3 separate regions of the Gossypium hirsutum genome follow, and all the other regions are linked to region 2. A link is a contact called in public Hi-C data. All regions are on one chromosome and are shown on one strand. Each heading gives the region's core, a stretch centred on a gene start, on an enhancer-like site or on the middle of the called end of the contact. The rest is flanking DNA. Distances are from core to core; before and after follow the strand shown.

Evidence for each region. A called contact is a pair of places that touch in the nucleus more often than the background predicts.
Region 1: a Hi-C map of leaf shows a contact between it and region 2, with 2.2 times the contacts expected there. The contact joins the promoter of LOC107962333 here to the promoter of LOC107962337 in region 2. A contact is called at or near these places in 7 of 34 Hi-C or Micro-C datasets (callus and leaf).
Region 3: a Hi-C map of leaf shows a contact between it and region 2, with 2.6 times the contacts expected there. The contact joins the promoter of LOC107962335 here to the promoter of LOC107962337 in region 2. A contact is called at or near these places in 4 of 34 Hi-C or Micro-C datasets (callus and leaf).

What each region holds. Positions count from the first base shown.
Region 1 is chrA06:46,391,769-46,396,182 of Gossypium_hirsutum_v2.1, forward strand. LOC107962333 (putative peptidyl-tRNA hydrolase PTRHD1) reads left to right here and starts at 1,742. Exons shown (of 2, transcript XM_016898676.2): 1 at 1,742-2,170; 2 at 2,646-3,044. The coding sequence starts at 1,838. The coding sequence ends at 2,828. LOC107962331 (coatomer subunit beta-1) reads right to left here. Exons shown (of 5, transcript XM_041115847.1): 5 at 3,477-4,135. The coding sequence ends at 3,931.
Region 2 is chrA06:45,944,809-45,948,897 of Gossypium_hirsutum_v2.1, forward strand. LOC107962337 (probable WRKY transcription factor 17) reads left to right here and starts at 1,610. Exons shown (of 4, transcript XM_041114704.1): 1 at 1,610-2,665; 2 at 3,179-3,304; 3 at 3,391-3,542; 4 at 3,545-3,757. The coding sequence starts at 1,941. The coding sequence ends at 3,570.
Region 3 is chrA06:46,269,548-46,273,746 of Gossypium_hirsutum_v2.1, forward strand. It overlaps LOC107962335, which reads left to right and starts at 2,075. Exons shown (of 2, transcript XM_016898679.2): 1 at 2,075-2,616; 2 at 2,704-3,247. The coding sequence starts at 2,330. The coding sequence ends at 3,115.

The sequences.
Region 1 (4,414 bases), core at 492-2,991, 450 kb after region 2:
ACATATATTGTACAATGCCAACGTCCCAGACGTGGTCTTACATGTTATTAGATATCGATGCCACTATCCTAAACAGGGTCTTACTCGCACACATATATCGGAATCACATATCGATGCCATGGTCTTACTCGCACATCACCTATCGGAATCCTATGTCATGACATATGTATCCTAGTTATTCCTAAGGTTCACACGGGGCTTTCAGATGTCATAACTCGGTCGAAACGAATTCAAAAATATAGTAACCAAGCTTGTATACAATTGGCTATTGTAGATATAATTTCACATATTTCATTTCAGCATATATAATTTGCTTTTAATTAAAATTAAGTATGTCTATTTCCTTATAAACCTACCTCGGACGATGTAAAACAGAATGGGATGACTAGTCGACAACTTTTGTTTTTCCCCGATCCAAATCTGATTTCTTTGGTTCTTGATCTTGATTGAGCTTAAGAGATGACCAAACCCTAGCTTCTATTATTTCTTTTCTTTTTGTTAAGTTTCGGCAAGAAGAAGAAGTATGAAAAGCTTATTTTAATTATCATATAATATAACATATATACTAACATATTATTATTTCATATTTTACCATTTTAACCTTTTATAATTAATAGCTAAAACATATATAATAAGGGTACAACCGGCCATCACTAAGTCCGATGGTCTATTTGCAAATTAAATGCTTCAATTTTCAAATCCAATAACAATTCGGTCCTTATACAATAAACTATCAAGTTTTCAATTTACTCGATTAAGTCCTTTTATTTAATTGGGCACTCAAACAACAAAATTAAATCACAAAAATTTCACAGATATAAATTCACACATAATAAACACAGAAAATAATTTTAAAATATTTTTCTGACTCGGATTCGTGGTCCTGAAACCACCGTTCTGACTAGGGTCTAAATTAGGCTGTTACACTTGCCATCTCACCTAACTCCCGTGGTTGGTCCATCAGTTATTTTACTGCTAGTATATCACATTTAGTTTTGATATCTTTCCCCGATGTCGTATTTAACTAATCAATAATTTACATTTAACTGACACTCGTACTCAGAATTTTTTTTTACTTAGCTACTTTGTTACGAGTTATGGCATAAAAAATTTTGAGGTGTTACAATAATATTATTGACTGAGTTGGTGTCACAAGTCAACTTGACGCTAACTCAGGATTGATGATAACAACATAACAACACCATGATAAATAATTGTAATATGCTTGAGTATTTAAATTTTAATTTACTCACAATTTAATCTCTTTTTTTCATTTTAGTATTGTATGCATTTCATGTGTTATTATTAGTTAATTTTAAACCATACGTTTAATTATTTATTGTATGTTATTTTTAAACACACTTCTATGTTCTAAATATGTAATTTCCACATATATATGCGTGTTATAGAATTTTCTAGTATTCATAATATTGTTGATTGAGTTTTAAGTTGATATCATAGGTCAACTCGACGCTAATGATAAATAACCATAGTACATTTAGTACTATTAATATGATGCATTCACATGTTTAAATTTTATTTTACTCACAAATTAATCTATTTTTTATTTTAATACCATACATATTTGATGTATTATTATATTTAGTTTCAATTTTTTTTTTGGTGAATAGAATGATTATTTCATGTTGTGAATTAAAGTTGCGAGAAATTGAAATCCAAGCGGTAATATGTGAATTAGGTAAGATTTTAATTGGAGAGTGAAATCATTACATTTTACAAAGAGGCAGTCCAATCCATAAATCCGGCCCAATACCTTTATAATTCTCAATACGAAATTCCACAACCAAGTTACGCAACGCAGCGTTTTTAGGTGTCGATGGCCGCATTAGCTCAACCTGCGACATTCCTTGGTTGCTTCCGCCCTTCCCCGAGAAGCTTTTCTAATATTAGGGTTCATCCCTCTCGGAACCTTTCGACCTCAATGAGTCTACAAAGCTCCGAACCTGTCGCCACCAAAACCGATCCTCCGACCGACGACGATGTGCTGCTGCAGTACGTGGTGCTTCGGAGAGACTTAATAGACAAGTGGCCTTTGGGGAGCGTGGTGACGCAGGGATGCCATGCTTCGGTCAGTGCCATTTGGTCTCACAAGGAAGACCCCCACACCCTCCAGTATTGCAGCCCTGATAACATTGACTCTATGCACAAGGTAACCAATGTTCTTGTGTTTATTCTTCTTCTTCTTTTTCCCACCATGAATGATTTCTTTTACATTCAACAGAGCATAGTGTACTGCTTTGAAAAACCCTGTTTATGATTTTTGGTCAATTGGAGGCAATCCTCATTGTGGCACATTGTTTTCTCTTCTCATATTGGGTTTGTTGTAGACCTTCGATTTACTTGGAGTTTTATCCACCCAAACGTAATGAGAATTGATCATTTTTAAGTTACAAATAATCCCATAGCAGAACTGAGAAAAAAGGAGAGGCATTTATCCCATAAAACTATCCAACAACGGTGTTTAATGCAAGACAAACATTTTGGATATCTATCCAATTCTGTTCTTACACTGTCGTAAATATAGCATAACAATGAAAACCATGAGGTGTTAATTGTAGGGTGATTTGCTGCTGTATCTAGAGTTGTGGATGATGAGCTAAGTGGTGAGGTTTTGGAACATGTAGGTAACACTTGAGGTGAAGGGAGAAACCCAGATATTGAACTTGTCAGAAAAGCTGTTGGCGGCGGGTATTGCTCATAAACTGTGGATTGAACATCCAGAAAACTTCCCAACTTGCCTGGCTACAAAACCCTACCCCAAGTCCATGGTATCGCCGTTTTTCAAGAAATTGAAACTTTGCAAGTGATTGTTTGATGGTGGGTTCTAAATCATAATAATTTAGCTTGATTCTGTTGAAACCCTCTTTTGTTCTAAACTTATGATTCTTTTGACATATGTTCCCTGTACGAGTTTAAATTTTTATACAGTATTGAAGCAGGTAGAGCTATTTGCCTAGGACTCTCTCTGAACTCAAGAAGATTGGCTTGTTTTTAATAAATAAAAGATGAAATGCACACTCTAATTTGTGTAGTTTTAGTTCCGATTTGGATAGTCCTACTTGAATTTAATTCAGATTATAAATCACAAAACAGCATACAAGCGCAAGCAAGGATAAGGATAGCTAGGCCGTAAATGAACGAATAATTTGTTTATTTTTAAGTTATGTGTTTGTTAATAATTACTACTTGATTCATGTTTGTTAATAATTTTAAAATGGTATGTTTCTTAATAATTAACTTGTTCATGTTCATGAATATTGTCACAAATAATGTTGATAAACAAACAAGTCTCTTTTATATGTAAAAACAATCATGTCTAAATTTTAATAATTATATTATATAATAATTGAACAACAGACAATTTAGTAAATGAATATAAAAAAAGAACTTATTTATAAACATAAATGAATCGAATGAGCCTTCAAATTTTGTTATTATTAATTTAATTTGATAAATGGACAAAAACAAAACTACTCATTGAACCGAACGTAATGTTCATTTACAACTCTTAAGGATAACCTTTATTATCGAGCGAAGGAACTTCTAATAGATGTCTGAGTGGAACACTCTTCAAAGAATCAGCGAAATAAAATAAAATTCCCGTTTTAACATTGCCAAAAAGCACTATTTTAGCTATGGATTCAATGATCCTTTTTAGTTACCAAATATGCAAACTCCAAATACAACAAATGTCAAAGTCTTTGGTGCTCCTCAGCTGCTGATAGCTAACACAACACTATTGACGATTGAAGGCAGCCCTGCCATTTTTTCACAACAAGAGGACCTAAATATCCTGTATTTTTAAACAGAAAACACCAAAATTACTATGCATTTCAAAATTCAATAGGAGATTTAACTAACAATGACTACCGGTATCGATGAAACAATTTATCTCGAAATATTATTGCATCAACTGCCTCCCTTTTGCTTAAGAGTGATCTTGTCCCCGAGACTCAAAGCAATCCCCTGGGTCTTGCTCCTTATCCGGATGTACCCACTCAGTTTCCCATCAGCTTGCTTCTCAATGCTCACGTTTACCAACGCATCCTCCCCAAACACGCTCTTTGCGTACAAGTTCGCAGCCAGGAATCCACACTCACCATCTAGCGCAGATCTGAAACGCAAACCAGCCAGCAAAAAGGATTCAAGAATAATCAATGAGGATCTCACTTGAGTGAATTTGCTTCTGTGTTCAAACAGATGTATTGCAAAACCAAAATAAGGTTATCATTCTACAAACTGATAACAGATTCAAATACCTTTTTCACAACAATAAAGTGACCATATTATAAATCATATATCAGGCTGTATTCTTAATCATGTGCAACCTACAGCTTAGTACACAGAACCAAAGGATGCTCGGTTTATTTTCAAATTTATATAATATTTCTAA
Region 2 (4,089 bases), core at 360-2,859:
TTTATTTGATCTCAATGTTGTCAATCTAATTGCATTTTATAGGAATGCAATTCATTCGCAATAGCTACAAAATGCAATGATTTTCAATTAGGAAACAATGCTGAAATATAAGATCGGGATGATGATAATTTTCAGAAATGATATATTTTTTTATATAAATATAATCTTAATTATGTTTAAAAATATTATATTCTTTTTGGCAAACAATTATAATATATATTATTCTAGTTAATATAATTACTTTTAATAATCATTTGTATTTCTCTGTTTTAATCCAAATATATATCTCATTGAATACTTTTATTATTATTATTTTTTTAACCTCACAAAAAATAATAATGAAGTGAGATAAGCAGTGTGAAAGACAGTATTGAGGGACTCGGTCCATTTTCTTCACTGGGTACCGGCTAATATTTCATGACTCATTAAAAGTGATGCCACGTGGCTACCTTAATAGTCCCTCGGGGCTCTTAAAATAGGAATTAATACGTAGTCAACTCTGTCATGAGCTAAACAACCGTTAGATTCGCGGTGGAATAATCGAAGGGTTAAGAAAAGAATTACCGGCACCATCCGGTTTTGTAGAAAAAATAAAAATAAAAAAGTTGGCCAACTGTTTTATATTAATAAAAAGGGAAGGACTACACGTGATTCCCGACTTTTAGTCAGCTTTGAGCCTATCTTTGAAATTCTTTTCAATGTAAAATTTGTTTAAATTAACATTCAATATCTCAAAATTTCAACTTTTTATCAACAGATTTGATTGGCTTAAGACATTTTCACTATGAATTAAAAAAAAAAACTAACACTAATGTTTCTAGATATCATCCATTCAAGTTTTGTTTTGTCTAATATGAAAATTGATTTAATTTTGCCATTCCTTTTGAGTTTCAATGTGAAAGGATAATATAAAAACTAAAATTGACTTCACCCATCACCCTAAGAGTTCAATCAGACCTCAATCCATGCCTACAAATATTTGCATTTCAAGAAAGCAAAATCAAAATGAAGTATGATACATAACGACTCCTCTTCTCCATGCCTAAGGAGGAAAAACTCAAGTACCAACTTCGAAATAAAACCAATACAAAAGAAACCTAAACATAACTATGCTTGTTGGGTTTGATTAGTAATAGTAAGAGTTTCTACTTTATATGGGCATCGTCAACGTTGTTGATAAGTTATTTCAAATCCCTCATTTACTCCTTTGGACCAAAACCAAATCTTACATCATTTTCTTCTCGCCTTGGGTCCAAAACTTCCAAGAAAAACAATAACAATACGATGCAAAAGCAATTAGGTTTAATTTTGGTCTTGTTCTCTCTTCTCTTTCCACATTTCAATTTCAGTCTCTTTCCTTTTAATCTAAAAAATCTACTCCAAATTAATAATTCAAAATGAATTGATAATCATTATAAAAAAATTATTTTTAAATTGGATTACGTATTAAATTTAAAATTATAAGGTTTTGTGTTTGAATTTAAATATATATAATGAACCATAGATTTTGGGAGGCTTTATATTGGCCATAGAATCAATTTTACTTTACAAAAATGCTATATAAGCCAGTTTAATTAAAGTTTTTAGATTGCACTTTAATTATTAAATTAGAAAGTAAAATTAGAGATTAAATTTAAAATGTGTAATCAGTACAGGGACTGAGAACAGAATTTAGATCTAACAATTATCAATGCTTTCTCCATGAAATTCTTAAAATCAATCTTAGCCGTTGGATTAAAACTCCACTACGGATTCCCATCATATCTATTACCCGGTCACCCGGTCATCGTTCAACCTTTATAATCAACCCTTGTTGCTCCCATATCTCTAACTCTTTGCCTTTCATCTTCATCCCCTCCTTTTTCGCAGGCTTCAATGACTTGCTGACCTCTCAAGTTACCTTCCCTGCAAAGCTTCGTTTCTGTTTCTTTAACCTCAAAATGGCGGTGGATCTGATGAGTTTTCCGAAGATGGATGATCAGATGGCGGTACAAGAGGTTGCATCGCAAGGCTTGAAGGGCATGGAACACCTGATCCGTCTCCTTTCTCACCAGTCCAAAAACGTCGACTGCACCGACCTCGCCGATCTCACCGTCTCTAAATTCAAAAAGGTCATTTCACTTCTCAACAGAACCGGTCACGCTCGGTTCAGACGCGGGCCGATTCAACCCCTTTCTTCCTCATCTTCCCCCTCGACATCATCCTCTGCTTCTCTGTCTGTTCCGAATTCTCAAAACAATCTAACTCTAACTTCTGCTGCGATCTCAACGCCGGCGAACATAAATACGGCGCTGGTCGGTACTTCGGTTATCAGTCCTTCTAGCTTCGTTCAATCGCAGCCGCAGAGTTTGACTCTGGACTTTACAAAACCTAATTTGTTTGGCTCCAACGGTAAAAGTACCGAGTTGGAGTTCACAAAAGAAAGCCTTAGCGTTTCCTCTAACTCTTCGTTTATGTCTTCTGCCATCACCAGAGATGGCAGCGTCTCGAACGGGAAGCAGGGATCATCTCTATTCTTGGCGCCGGCACTGGCCGTTTCGACGGGAAAGCCACCGCTATCGTCGACACCGTTCAAGAAGAGATGCCATGAACATGACCACTCCGATAACGTTTCCGGCAAGATATCTGGCTCCGGCAATAGCAAGTGCCATTGCTCAAAGCGAAGGTATATAATATTGTTTTCCTAGTTTTATCCTCCAATTCATGGCATATTTTAACCGTCAGTTTAGGTTTTTGACTTTTATGGGATACCGTAAGCAAAATTCAAAGTCGAATAATTTAAAGTAACTTAATGAGTTAACTCGAGTCGAGTTGCTTTGAAACCGGCCGAGTTTAGCTGGAATCAATATCATGTAGAATTATTGGTCAAAGCCTGGGGGATTGTTGAACAGTTTAGGCATATTAAATGATAGAGCGCGCGTGATAACGACAAAAGCTGTAATTTTAATTGGGAGTGGCAATCAAATTTCTGAACCTCGGTATTACAACTATTTTGTCTTATGAGATGCTTTTCAAGTTTGACTTTTCTTTTTGGTTGAATAAAGATAAAATAAAAAAAAAGAAGGGGGGGGACCATAGCACTGGTGGTGCATGCATGATAGGGAATCCTACTCCGCTTTATTATTTAAATCAAATTATTGCTTATGGTTTGTGTATTGGTTAATTGAATAATTTTCAGGAAAAATAGGGTGAAGAAAGTAATAAGGGTTCCTGCCATAAGTTCGAAGATCGCCGATATTCCACCAGACGAGTATTCATGGAGAAAATACGGGCAAAAGCCAATCAAGGGCTCCCCATTCCCGCGGTATCCTGCTGCTTTTCCTTTTTCAATATGCAACTTCATATCATTAGATCAAACGGTAGATAATTTGTTTTGACTTATTTTCTCAGAGGATATTACAAGTGCAGTAGCGTTAGAGGGTGCCCCGCGAGGAAACACGTGGAGCGAGCACCTGATGATCCGTCAATGTTGATTGTAACGTACGAAGGGGAGCACCGACACACTCAACCCGCAATGCAGGAGAATATGGCTCCTGCCGCAGGAATGGACTGGTCTTCGAGTCAACGTGATAATAAGCAAATATCAATCTAAACTAATTTATACATAAAAAAAGAGTTTAGTGGTGTTTTGTAATATTTTGAAGTAGGCTGGGGCAATTGGATGTATATTGGTATTGTACTAATTGTAATTCCAAATTAAAAAGTAGACTGACAAAGTCGTAGAGATTATGCTTAAAGTAAAAGTTCTTTCTCTCTCTTCACTGTGTGTGGATGCAACGAATGAGATTCTGTGATAGTGAAGATTATATATGTTCTTTATTTTTTAAAAGGGTAATTACCTAGTAGTTGCGAAACTATGCTTTTTAAGTCAAACTCTATAAGTTCATAAAATGGTGATTTAATTATTAATTTTTTTTATTTATAAAAAGGTTAAAACAATCTTTTATTTTTTTCTCTGATTTGCATTAGAATAATTAAATAATAAAGTGATTATTTTATAGTTTTTTATAATTGGTGATTAAATTATAGTTAGGTAATCTCTATTGTAGTTTATCTTTTTTAAAATTATATTTGATTTATTGATGATGC
Region 3 (4,199 bases), core at 825-3,324, 330 kb after region 2:
GTGTAAAAATTGTAAATAAGAAATTAGGGGAAGAAAAGAAATTAGATAAAAACGTGTTTTGGGATATTTCTCATATTTGTGGTTGCCACCTATTTTTGTCCCATCGGATATTATATTAAATTCAATTCCTTTTGGGTTTGAATATTACGTTTGATTTTTAAGAACAATATTAATGAATGTTTAGTGACATTAATAAATTTCTTATGCCCATCATCTTTTCTATTTTATATTCTGTCTTCCTTGAAAATTAAATAATATCATTGTTTGAAAAATAAATAATTTCATAAGTATTTTAAAAAGTATTATCTTTTCTAATGATTTAAAAATTCGTGTTAATTATCGAGGAGGCTCTGGTTTTTGAGTATTTTAATTTAAATTTAATCATCAATAATTTTGATGCATAGTTCTCTAATTTCATCATCTGCATATACATGTACTCAATTTGTAAATAATAGACATTTCAAAAAATATATATATATCAAGTTAATTTTACATCTAGGTAAGTTGGATTGAATGAATTTTGGTTTGAAATTTTTGACTTTTTTCGAGTCTAACTCATTTTTGGTGTTAGTTTATTTTGGGTTTGAGATAATATGATTTTGATAATTAATTTTTTTAAGGGTAATCTACTGAAATAGTTACATTTGTTTACATCAGATTACATTTTAGTTATTTATGTTTGAAATGTTACGTTTTAGTCACTTATGTTACTATTTTGTTACGAGGTGATCACTCTATCGTTAAATTCCGTTATCTCTCTAATGGTAATCCTACGTGGCAGTCCAACTAGATTTTAGATGCCAACTTGAATTTCTAAAAGGGATGAAAATAGATTTTTAATTAAAAAATTTAGTTAATTAAAATTTTTAAACCTAAACCTTAACTAAAAAATCTGTTTATCTCCTCTTTTTATATTTTCTTCAGTCTCTTCTTTTTTTCAATGGTTTTTTTTCATTTGATTGTTAAAATTATTATTAAGATCAATTTAATTGAAATCAAATTGACTGCTTCACAAAGATGGATTCAATGGAGGGTTCAGGTATGTCTTCTTTGCATTCCTCTATCTCTTTTATTCAATACTTAAAAACAAAAAGATTAGATTTTTTATTGTTTAATGGAAACCCTAAATTAAAATTCTTGATATGAATATTAACAACTAAAAGAATTTTAGATAAAAAAGGGATACCCACAAAGGGATTGTGAACAAACAAGCCGATTTAGATCAGAAAAAATCGAATTGAGAAACTAATTATTCAAGAACATGAAGAATTGGAAAATATAATGATTAGGAACAAAAATGATTACCATATTCTTATTTATCGACAACCACTTCATTTTAAGTTTTAGAACATAAATTTGTCGGTGAAGAAGACATACCTGGACCCTCCATTGAATCCTCTTTTGTTTTCGTATGTGACTAAAAAAATTTGATGATGATAGCTTTTTTAGTCAATTGAAAAAGAATACTAAAAAAGGGAGAGATGAACGATTATTTAACTAAGATCTAGGGTTTAAAATTTTTAATTAATTAAATTTATTTAATAAAAAATCTATTCTCATCTAATTAGAAAATCCAAGTTGGCACTTAAAATCTAGTTGGACTGCCACGTAGGATTACCGTTAGGGAGATAACGGAACTTAACGGAAGAGTGATTACTTCGTAACAAAATAATAACATAAGTGATTAAAACGTAACATTTCAAACATAAGTGACTAAAATGTAACCTGAAACAAACAAAAATAACTATTTTTATAATTTACTTTTTTTTTTAATGTGATTATAAATTCATATCATTTTAACATCTTTTGTCGCCACTTCAAATATGAGTTGTTTTAAATTAAGGTTGTATAGGATTTAAATTACTTTGATGCAAGTCAATTTTTGTTCGGACATGAAGAGTTAGAATTTATTTACCTTTTCATAACCAGATCAAAATAAATTGAATTAGGATTCGAATAGGTAAAATTAAATTTTCGAGTTTAGATAAAAATATAGAAAACTGAAATTAAATGTATAATTTGAAATTTAATTATTTTTATAAATATAAATAATGGATAGGGTTGATGATAATGAAAACTGGGGAGTATATTAAAAGTCATCTACAATCCATAGCCATTTCTTATCTGTTCTGCCCATTTTTCCTTCTCTCTCTATTTCTTTATATTTTTAAGGAGTAAATGAAATAGACATGGATTAGCTTAGCCCTATTGTTGTTGCTCTGGTCCCAAATCTTCCCTTTGTTATCCATATTTCTGTGCTTATAAATCCTTAATCTACGCCACCCCTTCATTCCTTGTTTTTATCTTTCCCTTCTTTAAACCTCTATAGATGGAAGTGCTGATGGGACCTACCTTCGCCATCGACGTTGCCGCATCGGCAGCGGCCTACACTAGAGACCGTTCTAAGGATACGATTTCGTCTCCTTGCTTGTTTATCAAGGACGATGAAGCTTGTCCCGGCTCGGATCCCAGGTCTCCGGATCTATCCTCCGATAGTTCCTCCTCGATCGGCTCCCCCGGAGACAGCGACGTTGAAGAAGAAGACGACGGTGTCGTTTCATCCGGGGAAAGTAAAGGGTTGTCTTTCGACTCCTTAGAGGACTCTCTTCCCATCAAGTTAGTATCGATTTTTTTCTTCTTTTTTTTTGTAATTTTCTCTGGTCTGATTTTCAACTGATCTTTATTTTTTTTTTTTGGTTTTAGGAGAGGATTATCGAATCACTACGTGGGAAAATCAAAATCATTCGCAAATCTATCTGACATAAACTCAGTGAAAGAGCTGCAAAAAGTGGAGAGTCCCTTCAACAAGAGGAGGAGATTACTGCTTGCAAATAAATGGTCAACGAGGTCCAGGAAATCATCTTTCTATTCATGGCAAAACCCCAATTCCATGCCTCTTCTTGCTTTGGTTGAAGACGATGAAGATACAGACAACAACAGCTACAATAAACAAACACCATCATCATCGCCGCCTTCATCGTCCTCCTCCTCGTCGGAGTATGATAAAATAACATCAACGAAACCTAAGTTGCAGCAAAGCAATCTGAGGGCTAGTTTCAAGTCTCAAAGTTGTCTTTCTCTTACGGATCTCCACGTACAAGTAGATCATCAATAACCCAGTTTTTGTTTTCTTTTTCACCATGAAAAATGCATTAGGATTTAGATTACTAGCAAAAAATTTTTACCATCGAAGTATATATGTAAAACTTTTAAAATTTTTTTTATATAAATAAAATATTTTCACTGATTTTATTATTGTTTTTTGGGGGATAGAGAATTAGTTTGTAGTTATATGGATGATGGTGGGATGGAGGATGATTTTTGTTTTGTCATGTTATTATGGTGATGAATGAATGGGGGGGACGGCGTTGATATTTCAGTGTTGAATAAAGGAGAGGAGGATGTAAATGGATTAATAGACCAATGTTTTTCCTTTATCATCACCATCATCTATTTTATCTAGGAATAGTATCGGTTGAATATAGTGAAGGAATTTTAATTTTCCAAACATCACTAACCTATTGTTTATTTTTTATTTTGGCTTAATACTTTTATGATATTTATGGTAAAAATAATTATATCAAACTTATTGATTTGATTGGAAACTTTTAATTAATTACTTTAAATTATTACTTTTTAAAATAAATATAAAATCAGATGAATAATGTTAATGTGTTTTCAGAGATGCGTGCCAACTACCAATGATGACGGGTTAGGTGGAAGAAAGATGCCGGAAAGCTTCTTTCTTTTTAATATTTAATTATTATTTTAATTATCTTTTTAAAAGTAATTAAAGTTTTTATTTTTATTTTAGATTTTGATATCCCATAATCATAACCCGCTTTAATAAAAGCCAGAGTCCAATGATAAAAATCTCTTAGGCTAGGATTTGTAATTTATTATTAATTACTATAAAAAAATATTAGTATGATAAAAATAATTTCTAAATAAATTAAAATCAAATCATTATATGTGTTATGTTAGTTTTAAAAAATAGTTGATAATATAATTTTTAAAAATAAGCATAATATGAAATTTTATCAAATTGTTTTAGTCCATATTTGTTAGGTTATTTCCTCTTTAATAATTAACATATGCTCTTTATAATCATTTGTTGCTCATTAACCGAATTCATCATCATTTAAATTAAAATCTACATCATTAAGATTATCAACATCTCGTATAGATCATCTTAATTC